Regions from separate parts of the Sus scrofa genome. Here region 2 is linked to region 1. Evidence: chromatin contacts called from public Hi-C data. All regions are on one chromosome and are shown on one strand. Each heading gives the region's core, a stretch centred on a gene start, on an enhancer-like site or on the middle of the called end of the contact. The rest is flanking DNA. Distances are from core to core; before and after follow the strand shown.

What was found. Hi-C and Micro-C count contacts between places; a contact is called where the count stands out from the background.
Region 2: a contact with region 1 is called in a Hi-C map of liver, with 3 times the contacts expected there. The contact joins the promoter of RABGEF1 here to the enhancer-like site in region 1. A contact is called at or near these places in 6 of 47 Hi-C or Micro-C datasets (embryonic fibroblasts, heart right ventricle, liver and 2 more) and 2 of 2 datasets of contacts at active chromatin or transcription factors (alveolar macrophages and skeletal muscle).

The regions. Positions count from the first base shown.
Region 1 is chr3:16,270,858-16,276,003 of Sscrofa11.1, reverse strand. The region is part of intron 1 of TMEM248 (transmembrane protein 248); the gene reads left to right. Among named protein-coding and RNA genes, the nearest start is that of TMEM248, 23 kb to the left of the region's middle. Within about 2 kb of position 2,748, at least 6 of the 83 cell types and tissues checked have an H3K27ac peak or open chromatin away from gene starts, as enhancers often do. A contact at or near this core is called in liver, where this site is marked.
Region 2 is chr3:16,373,255-16,378,106 of Sscrofa11.1, reverse strand. It overlaps RABGEF1 (rab5 GDP/GTP exchange factor), which reads left to right and starts at 1,503. Exons shown (of 9, transcript XM_003124438.6): 1 at 1,503-1,627.

The DNA of each region.
Region 1 (5,146 bases), core at 1,499-3,998:
GCAGGTAGATGTTTCCATCTGAAGTGGGGAGGCAGGTGGAGTGGACAGGAAGCCAGGAGGGAGGGTGTCCACCCTGAGCGGGCCCAGCCAGGGCTCAGAGGAGCCCCAGCTTTCGAAGAAGAGTGGGAAGGCAGGGTGGCTGGACACGGGAAAGCCAGGAGAGTGCGGTCCTGGAAGCCCGAGGCGGGTGTGGCCCCCGGTGCCCGATGCCTCTGGGAGAGGCGGTGAGGACAGGACCCGCACTGTGGCTTTAGCTTTGAGACCTGGACCTTTCGCCTCAGACATCCTTGCCCTGCATTTGGCTCCCTGAGGGTCTTTTCCGTCTGTCCTCGCTGCTGCAGTGCTGAGGTAGCGGGGCGTTGAGGGTCGCGGGGTCTCTCTGATACCAGCCCGTGGCCTCCTCTCTGCGGAGGCCTGGGTACTTGGCCGTCTCATCCGTTAACCTCTTTAGTAGCTCAGGGCTTACAGGCCCGTGAGGGTCTCGGTATTTGGGACGTGCTGCTTTAATCTTCACATTCAAAGCGGGCCTCCGTCCCACATCAGGGTGGGTTCCCTCCGTCCGAGGCCAGGGTGCTTCCTGCAGCAGGGTTGGAGCAAGCTGGCCTCCCTCGTCCTCCCCTCTCAGCGCCCCCGTGGCGTCTTCCACCGCGGCCCTGACTCCTGGTCGCTTCGGAACTTTGCAGAGGGCCCGACTTGAAAGGGGCGCTCTAAGGAATTTCTCCCTGAGCCTCAGGGTGGAAATGCAGTTTACTAAGCTGAGTGGTGGTTTTCTTCTTCAGGGGAAGTCAGCTCTTTGATCTGGGTCGCAGGTAGTGGTGTAGCCTGTCTTAACATAAGGTAGGAACTGTGTAGGAAATATCATCTGGGAGTGTGGAATCCCCACGCTGTCCAAAGAGGCTAGCTTTAAACTTGGACGAGTCGCCACGTGGCGTACTTCACAGTATGTGGGCTCCCGAGAGAGGGAGAGCGACACTGGAAGGACTCGTGTATCTGGTTAATGTACGTCTTTTTAAGTAAGATATCATCAAGTTGCAAAATTATGCATTTTGGCCTTCACTCGTGCAAGGGAGGCCTTCCTCTTTTATTAGCTCCTGGGCTCACAGCTGTTGACCCCACCGGCTCCCCTCCCTTGCCCTTGAACTGATGGTGCTGACCTGCTGCCTCGGTTTCCCCCTCCCTGCCGTTTTCTCCTCACCAGCTGATTTCTCCCCTGCCAGAGGATGGCTTCAGAGCTCACCTGTGGTCTTGCCAGGTGGAGGAGTGTGACTGGGCAAGCGCAAGGTCCCCTGAGTATTTTTGAAACACAGAGGGGCCCCAAGACCCTTTCTTTTCTTACTCCCAATGCTTGGTCACGTCTCAGGAATATTTGGCTGATACCCCTTCCTTCTTGAAACTCTTCTCTATCCTGGGCACCCTCTGGGCTCATGGTCACTCCCTCCATCCATGCCTTCCCAACCTCTGCCCCGATGGAGGAGCCCCGCTTGTCTGGAGAAGCTCTGCACCACCTCCTAGGAGCACACAGTCCTGGACTGTCTGGGGGTCTAGTCTGAACGTTCTGTCTCATTTCATTTTTGGTTTCTCAGAGATCCCTTCAAGTCCAAATCACTGCAAGTTAAGCTTGCCTTTCTTTAGCACCAGGAGGTTTCCTGTCTAGTTATATATTTTTAGGTGCGTTTAAGAAGTCATTCTTAAGTTCTCTTTTTCTCTTTTATTTATTGTCTTTTTTAATGAAGAGAATGCATACAGTTAAGCGTAAATAAGTTTTGGGAGTTCCCCTTGTGGCCCAGTCGTAATGAACCTGAATGTAGTATCCATGAGGACTGGAATTCGATCCCTGGCCCCGCTCAGTGGGGTGAGCGTCCAGCATTGCCATGAGCTGTGATGAAGGTCTTAGATGCGCCTTGGATCTGGCTTTGCTGTGGCTGTGGTGTGGCCGGCAGCTTCAGCTCGGATTCAACCCCTAGCCTGAGACCTCCGTGTGCTGCCCAAGTGCGGCCCTAAAAAGCAAAACCAAAAAAAAAAAAAAAAAAAAGAGTCAGTGACGTTTTATTTTGGCCACCAGCCCAGCAGGATCAATGGAAGATTATTTATAAATTTTATTGTTAGAAATTATGACAAAGGAAATACATATTCATGATGGAAATGTTAAAAAAGAAAAAGAAAGACATAGGTAATCTCATGAGCTAGCGATAACCACCTCTATTTACATTTGAGGGTATCCTAGGCCTTTTTTTTCCCATGTGAGTGCTTTCATGGGTATACATGCTCTTTTACCTGCCAACTCTGAAGTAGCCTCGTTTTGTGTATTTTAGAGCCTGTGTTTTTACGGCTACATAGTTTTCCTACTGAGAATACATTACTTGCTATTGTTGGGTATCTCGTTTTCCAGTTTTAACTGTTTTCACCACTTGAGAAACCTCTTAGCAGCTAAAGTCTTTGTTTCTGGCGGTGGATGTTTCCTCAGGTGAGGTCCTTCGAATCACAGAGGTAAGAGTGTGCTTAGGCTCTAATGCTGTTGGTGTGTGTGGGCAGGTTGGTCTCTAGAAAGTTTGTACAGCCATGCCTCCCCTTTTTAGGATTCCCAGCTAATGGGTTGCTTGTGGTAACTCTAGGATAATCTTAGTATTGCCTTTTGCCCACTTACATTGCAACTTGATGTTTAGTGGTGTCTCTTAACTAGTCTCAGAGCTCTAAGTCCTGAGTGTGTGAACTCTGTGTGCTCTCACACACTTGTGAAATTGCCTTTTGGCCGTGTTCTGTGTACCTTCAATCCCTAGACCTTCCATAGAGGCAGCTTCACTGCCCTGGTGAAGTCTTATCTTTATTCTGATGAAAGCTGAATTGGAGTTGGGATGAATGAATATAGGGGAGGGAAGTCGAATAGTGTGCTTTTTCTCTTTTCATTTTCCTCTCCCCATAGAGCTTAATGTATTTTTAAATTAAAGGTGACATTTACTGTTGAGAAGATTTCAGAAATTTTCTTGTAATTTGCACGGGAAATAAATTTGTTTAGCCCTTGTTAATTTCATATTTGAAAACACTTGTGAACGGTGGAAGGGAATTTTAAGTTTATGAATTATTTGGATGCTTAATACCTTTATTCAAAAACCAAAAATACTTTCACTTTTTAAGTGAATGCAATTGGCCTCTTCTGGAACTTTCTCTAATTAAATTGGCTTTCGGGAGTTCCCGTCGTGGCGCAGTGGTTAACGAATCCGACTAGGAGCTGCGAGGTTGCGGGTTCGACCCCTGCCCTTGCTCAGTGGGTTAACGATCCGGCGTTGCCGTGAGCTGTGGTGTAGGTCGCAGACGCGGGCTCGGATCCCGCGTTGCTGTGGCTCTGGCATAGGCCGGCGGCTACAGCTCTGGTTCGACCCCTAGCCTGGGAACCTCCATATGCTGCGGGAGCGGGCCAAGAAAAGGCAAAAAGACAAAAAAAAAAAAAAAAAAAAAAAAAAAAAAAAATTGGCTTTCGTTGACATTGCTTGTTAATTGGTGGGTATTTATGTTGAGATGTGTTGACAGTGACATGGTTTAAATTACTGTTAGTTTTCCCTAGAAGTGAACTCAATTCAGATTTTTCTGTTTTTCTAAATGTTTAACAATTGTGGTTCTAGTGGTGACTAGTTTCCAATTTATTGCATATACTGTTCAGATTTTGTTGTCTTTGTTAATAGAGCTCTACTGTTGATGTTTTTCTGAATCCTATTAATCTTTTTAATATTGTTTCTCAATTGACATATAGTTGATTTACAATATTTTATTAGTTTGGGGTGTACAACGTAGTGACTCAATACTTTTATAGATTATACTCCATTTAAGTTTTCATAATTGGCTGTATTCCTGTGCTGTACATTACATCTTTGTGGCTTATTTACACATAATAGTTTGTATCTCTTAACTCGCAAGCCCCATCTTGGCCCTCCCCCACTGGGTAACCACTAGTTTGTTCTCTATATCTGTGAGTCTTGTTGCTGTTTTGTTATATTCATTCGTGAGTTATTTTTTTTTTCCCTTCCCTTTTTTGGCTCCACCTGTGACACATGGAAGTTCTGGGTCAGGGATCAAATCTGAGCCCCATCTGTGCAATGCCAGATCCTTGACCCACTGCACCAGGCCTAGGAATCAAACCGGCAGTGCCACAGAGACAAGCCAGGTCATTAACCGTCTGTGCTACAGTGGGAACTCCTGCTTTTTAGATTCCACATTTAAGTGATAATATACAGTATTTGTGTCTGTCTTATTTCACTAAACATAATGCCCTCCAAGTCCATCCATGTTGCTGCAAAAGGCAAAATTCATTCTCTTTTTTATGGCAAGTAATATTCCATTGTAGGTATGTACCACATGTGTATTCATTCATCTGTTGGTGGACACTTAGTTGCCCCTGTCCTGACTGTTGTAAATAATGCTGCTGTGAACATTGAAGTGCATGTATCTTTTTGAATTAATGTTTTTATTTTCTTCAGATATGTACCCATTTCTGGATCATATGGTAGCTCTAATTTTTATTTTCTTGAGGAACCTCCATACTGTTTCCCACAGTGATTTACATCTCCAGCCAGCAGTGTGCTAGAATTCCCTTTCCCCACATCCTTGCCCATGTTTGTTATTTGAATCCTATTAATGAATGAGAGTTCCCGTTGCTCAACATCCTTGCCAGTAATTGGTATTGTCAGTGTCCTGGGTTTTGGCCATTCTAATAAGTGTGTTGTGGTAGCTCATTATTGTTTTTTAATTTGCATTTCCTGATGACAGTAATGTGGAGCATCTTTTCTTATGCTTTTTTTGCCATCTAAAAAGCTCTTTGGCTAATTTTTGCGTTGTTTGTCTTCTGATTGTTGAGTTTTAATGGTTCTTTGTCTGTTTTGGATAACAATCCTTTATCAGATGTCTCTTGCGAATATTTTCTCCCAGTCCGTGCTTGTCCTCTCATTCTCGTAACAGTGTCTTTGTAGAGCAGAAACTCTTAATTTTAATGAAGTCTAGCTTATCAATTGCTTCTTTCATGGATGGTGCCTTCGGTGTCCCATCTGAAAAGTCATCGTCACACTCAAGGTCATCTAGGTTTTCTTCAGTGTGACCTTTAGGAGTTTTAAAGTTTCGCTTTTGTCACAGTCAGGTCTGTGATCCATTTTGATTTTGC
Region 2 (4,852 bases), core at 254-2,753, 100 kb before region 1:
CTTGCATGATTTTTCTTCAAAGCAATCACTGCTGTCTCATGTACTATTGTACATAATGTATTTATTATTTACTTATTCCCCCCCCACCACCTCTTCCCTAGAATGTAAGCTTCTCAGCATAGGTACTCCCCCACCCCCCCCACCACTTTTTAACAGTCTGGTATCCTTGGCCTAGCACACACATTAGGTGCTGTAGGGGAGGGGAAATCATTTTCCCTCTGCTCTTCTAAGTTATAATAAAAGAGTAATAAGCAAAAAAACAAACTGAAAATTATTACCATGTATACCTCACACATACAAAGGAGATACCCTGAGAAAAGGCTTAGAATGCCCACTTAAATACCATTTTCCAATAAAGAAAAAACAGGAAAGGTGTTTGTGTGTGTGTGTGTGTGTGTGTAGGGGAGACCAGTTATGGGAGGTGACCAGGGGAATAAAAATAAGCTTAAGGTTTGTCATGCAGCTCTAAGTCAGTGTCTTATCCATAGTTGAGCTTCTAGTGACCTAAGAGTCATCCTTCTCTCCCAGGTACAGAGGGAGACCCCTTTACTAACGTGATCTCCTTCATTAGCTTCATTTCCTGTACAAAAGGTTAACTTCTGGTTTGTTTTCAGGGCTTCTCTGCTTTCTCAGAGGCATATTTTTGGGTGGCATATTCTGCTTCCCTACAGAATTTAGGAATAATCTGAGGAATGAATCAATCTCCATTTGGCAAATAATGAGCAAAGACTGAGAAATTAGACAACCTGTCCAAGATCAGAGGCAGCATTTAGCAAACCTGGTATTCCAACTTAGGTCTCCCTCCAGACACTGTACTCTAGTATTTTCTTTTCTTTTTTCTTTTTTTTTCTCCCAGTCGTGGCTGCACTTTGTGCCATAGATACCATCCAGAATACAGAGGCAGCCGCTGTCTCCAACATTCCTGAAATGGGAATCACGGAGAACTGGATTCCATTTATGACTCGATCATTAATACTGTGTGACACTGGGTAACTTATTAACCTCTGGAATTCAGTTATGCTCAGCTATAAAACCTGCTTCTAGGTCAGTCACTCTCTTTAAGGTCCTTTAAACTCAAACCACGTTCAAAATCCTAAGATCCGTGTGAAGCTATGGGATTCATTACTTTCTCAGGCAGCCTCATTCCCCACAGACTGCAACTGTCCACTGGCCCAAAGACTTCTCTCCCGCAGCCTTTCCAGTGCCTCCCATTTCGAGCTAAGGATGAGCAGCGTCTCTCTCAGTGGGATTCCCAAATACAGTGGGTGAGGAAAAGACAGGGAAACGCCGGCTTCTCCGTCGGCTTCTGAACGCTCCAGGTCAGGGACCCAGCACTAGGGCTGAGGGCGCCTCCTTCCTCATGCCCGACGGCTTTGTCGCCACTGTCATCCACGCCAGCCTCGCCCTCGCGCCACCCAGGGCAGATGCCGATGGGCACCTACACCCTCCCGGCGAGCTCCGAGCCCCGGAAGTGACGTCATGCGTGCGTGGCGTGCGCTCGCGGCGCCGGGGGCGGGGCGTGCGAGAGGGAGGGCCGGCGTGAGGGCGGGTTGTGGACTGGCGCCGGGACCTACTCGAGCGACGCGGGGAGAGCTGCGGTCCCGACGCGGGTGGAGCAGCCGGCGAGGTACGGGGCGGACGGACGGGACCCGAGGGGGGCGCGGTTCGCGACTCGCGGTGGCGGTGCCGTCCCGACAGGGGCTGCTGGGTCATTGGTCTAGGCTGTCCACCCGGCCGGGGCCATCTCGCTCCGGTCCCTCTTGCCGTCCTTCGTCCCAGCCCAGGGCCCGGTGGCGGGGCCCTGGCCGGTCCCAGGCCGTCGCCGGCCCCCTTCATCCTCTGCGCGTTCGGCCTGCCGTTTTAGGGCGCTTGTCGCCAAGTTGCCCGCGGCCCGGCCCAACTCCGACGGACAGACGCGTCTCGTTTCCTGGCCGCCTCCTGCCGCCTGTCCAGCTCTCGCGGGATGGCTTCCCTCCGACCGGCTCACTCAGTCCAGTCGGCAGAGTACCAAGGGACACCTGTGGTGGTGACCGGCTGGGTCGTGCCTTGGGCTCCTTGGGGACCCGTCGCAGCCCGGCCTGGGCAGGGCCGCCGGGACCTCGGGAACCCGCGTCGGTCTCAGAGAGGGAAGGGTCCGGGAGCTGGGAGGATGCTGTCTTTCGCGGCGTGGGAGCTGGAAGACTGGTCCTAACTTTCGCCCTATGATTGAGGACAAAGTTGTGGGCCTGAGGTTAGGAGCACAAGTCCCTGCTTCCGAACCGTCTTGGAGGAGAGCAGAGGTGATGCTCATCACGGAAGTTTAGTCGACAAGGAGGAGGGACCCAGCCGCTTCAGGGAGTAGATCAGAGTCTGCTGGTGGTGTCTCAACGCTGATGGCCAAGCCCTGTGATTGGGAAATGTGTCCGTGGGCTATGGGGGCTCGCTTTGCTCATGAGCTTAGATGTGAAAATTGGTCAGGATGAGTTTACAGCATCACCTGGGGAGTCGTTTTTTGGATCTGAAGAGTTGTGGCTTTTGTTTTGTTTTTGAGATTAACTCATTGTTGTACCTTTTTCTGTAAACCTAAGGCTGCAAAAGTACACTTACCCCCCCCCCCAAGTCTATTAAGGTTACTAATAAGTAACTTAAGCAGTACCAAGGAAGCTTCCCAGAGGTGCAAGAAGATTTGATTTTTATTCGATCCATTTCATGACAGATAACGTTAGTTTTAAGAGTTACTGATTCTCAGGTGGAAAATTAAGAAGTGTTGAAGGATTTGAATTTTGGGGACCTTCCAAGCCATCATTTTCTTCTCCAGAAAGTAGGCACTTTAAGGGAGAAGGACAGCAGAGATCCTTGCCATAAATGTGAGCAGTGTGAGCTAAGAGAGGTCACTGAGGGGGGACACCCCAAGTGTCTGGAGGGACCGCAGGGAGTGAAATGTATCTGAAAGTGTCCTGAAGAATGAGTAACATTCAGACTAGCAAGATGGGGTGGGAATTTTAGGGGTAGTGGGAATGTGGGCGTGGGGCAACTAAAGGAGAAGAGGGCAGTAACTCCCGGGAGGTGGTTTTTGAAAAGTGAAAAAGTGCAGGGCAGAGCTGTGGTGGCTGATAGGGGAAAAGATGCAGGAGATTCTTGGGGGGCTTTTATCTGGTGATGGCAGGACCAGGGAAGGGTTTTAAGGAGGGTTATTTGCCTGGTTAAAATGGAATTTTATATAAGGCTTACACATAGGCTGCTGTGTGTTGACTGATGAGGGTTGTTCCCAGCATAGTGCTTGATTATGTGCTATTTGTATTTTAATCTTTTCTGCTCCTTAAATGAATTGAATTCTCTTCTCATTTAGTCATTGTGGGAGAGTGTCTGACCCTGCTTACTTGTAAGCTTCTATAAACAGGAATTCTGCCTGTATCTCTTTGCTTCTTAATCCAAGTTGGGCTTTCAGAAGTGTTCCATGAGGACTTGAGAAATCATTGATTTCCTTTTCTTTCTTTTTTCTTTTTTTTCTTTTTGTCTTTTGTCATTTTGTCTTTTGAGGGCCAAACCCAGGGCATATGGAGCTTCCCAGGCTAGAGGTACAATTGGAGCTGTGGCTGCCAGCCTGCACCCCAGCACCAGATCCGAGCAGCATCTGTGACCTACACCACAGCTCACAGCAACACCGGAGCCTTAACCCACTGAGCAAGGCCAGGGATCGAACTCACAACCTCATTGTTCCTAGTCGGATTCATTTCTGCTGCACCACGACGGGAACTCCTCTTTTTCTTTTTTTTCTCTCTATCTCTCTTTTTTCCGTTTTTGAGCCGCTCTTGTGACACAAGGAAGTTCCCAGGCTAGGGGTTGAATTGGAGCTATAGCTGCTAAAGGACTATGCCACAGCATAGTAGGTCCTAAACCTACTCAGCGAGGCCAGGGATCAGACCTGCATCCTCATGGATGCCAGCTGGGGTGGTTACCACTGAGCCACAATGGGAACTCCAAGGAATCATTGATTTCTGATTTTCAGTGGTTGGTTTTCAGAAAAAACATTTTTGATCAGTACTTATTATCTACATATAGAAGAACTAAGATATTGTTTCATTTACTCTTGTCAGTGTTTGACTAGAGAAGTAGAATTTTTGTGTTGACCACGTGAGTTTAATTGTTGGCACATGTGTTTCTATTGGCTGCAAAGTAAACATCTCTAGCAGGTTGACCCATCCCTAAAATGTAGGTGATACCTGTGTAGCATAACATACCTGTCTGCTCTGTGACTCAGAATGGAAATGCTATTAAGTGGCTTCTTAACCCAGCAATAAACTTGTCACCCTAAAAAAAAAAAAAAAAAAGGAGTTTTACAATAGAGGCCAAACATTTTGAAAGGCTTATTAAATGTTCAGTTCTGTCATAAAGCATTGTAGAAACATTATATGTGTTATTTCATATGACTAAAATGCCTTGAAATAATCTAGACTATTGTTGAGTCAACACTTGGAGAAACAACAACAGTCGACGTATCTTTTTATCCCATGCACTATTGTGTAGCTCTTATTTTATCTGTTTGTTTGGATAAAGCTCCAAAAATTCTTTAGGAAAAGGCTGTACTTTGTGGTGCTGCTTTCAAGTGAGATTCCTGTTGCTGATGAAATTGCCGTCGGTGGGGTAGGAAGTGTAATTTTTATTGTGTGGTAGAACATCTTTGCATGTCTCTGGTAGCATAGCTCACTTGCTTATGGTCACTAGGAGGGTGAAGGATTGTAATTACAATCAGTTCATTAGATAAAAATGTACTTAAAAGTTAGTTATGATCAGAACGTTAAGTGTGAGTTCATAGTAGGGCAAAATTTTCCCCACTGAGAGAGTCTTAAGCTTTTTATTTTCCTCAAATGTT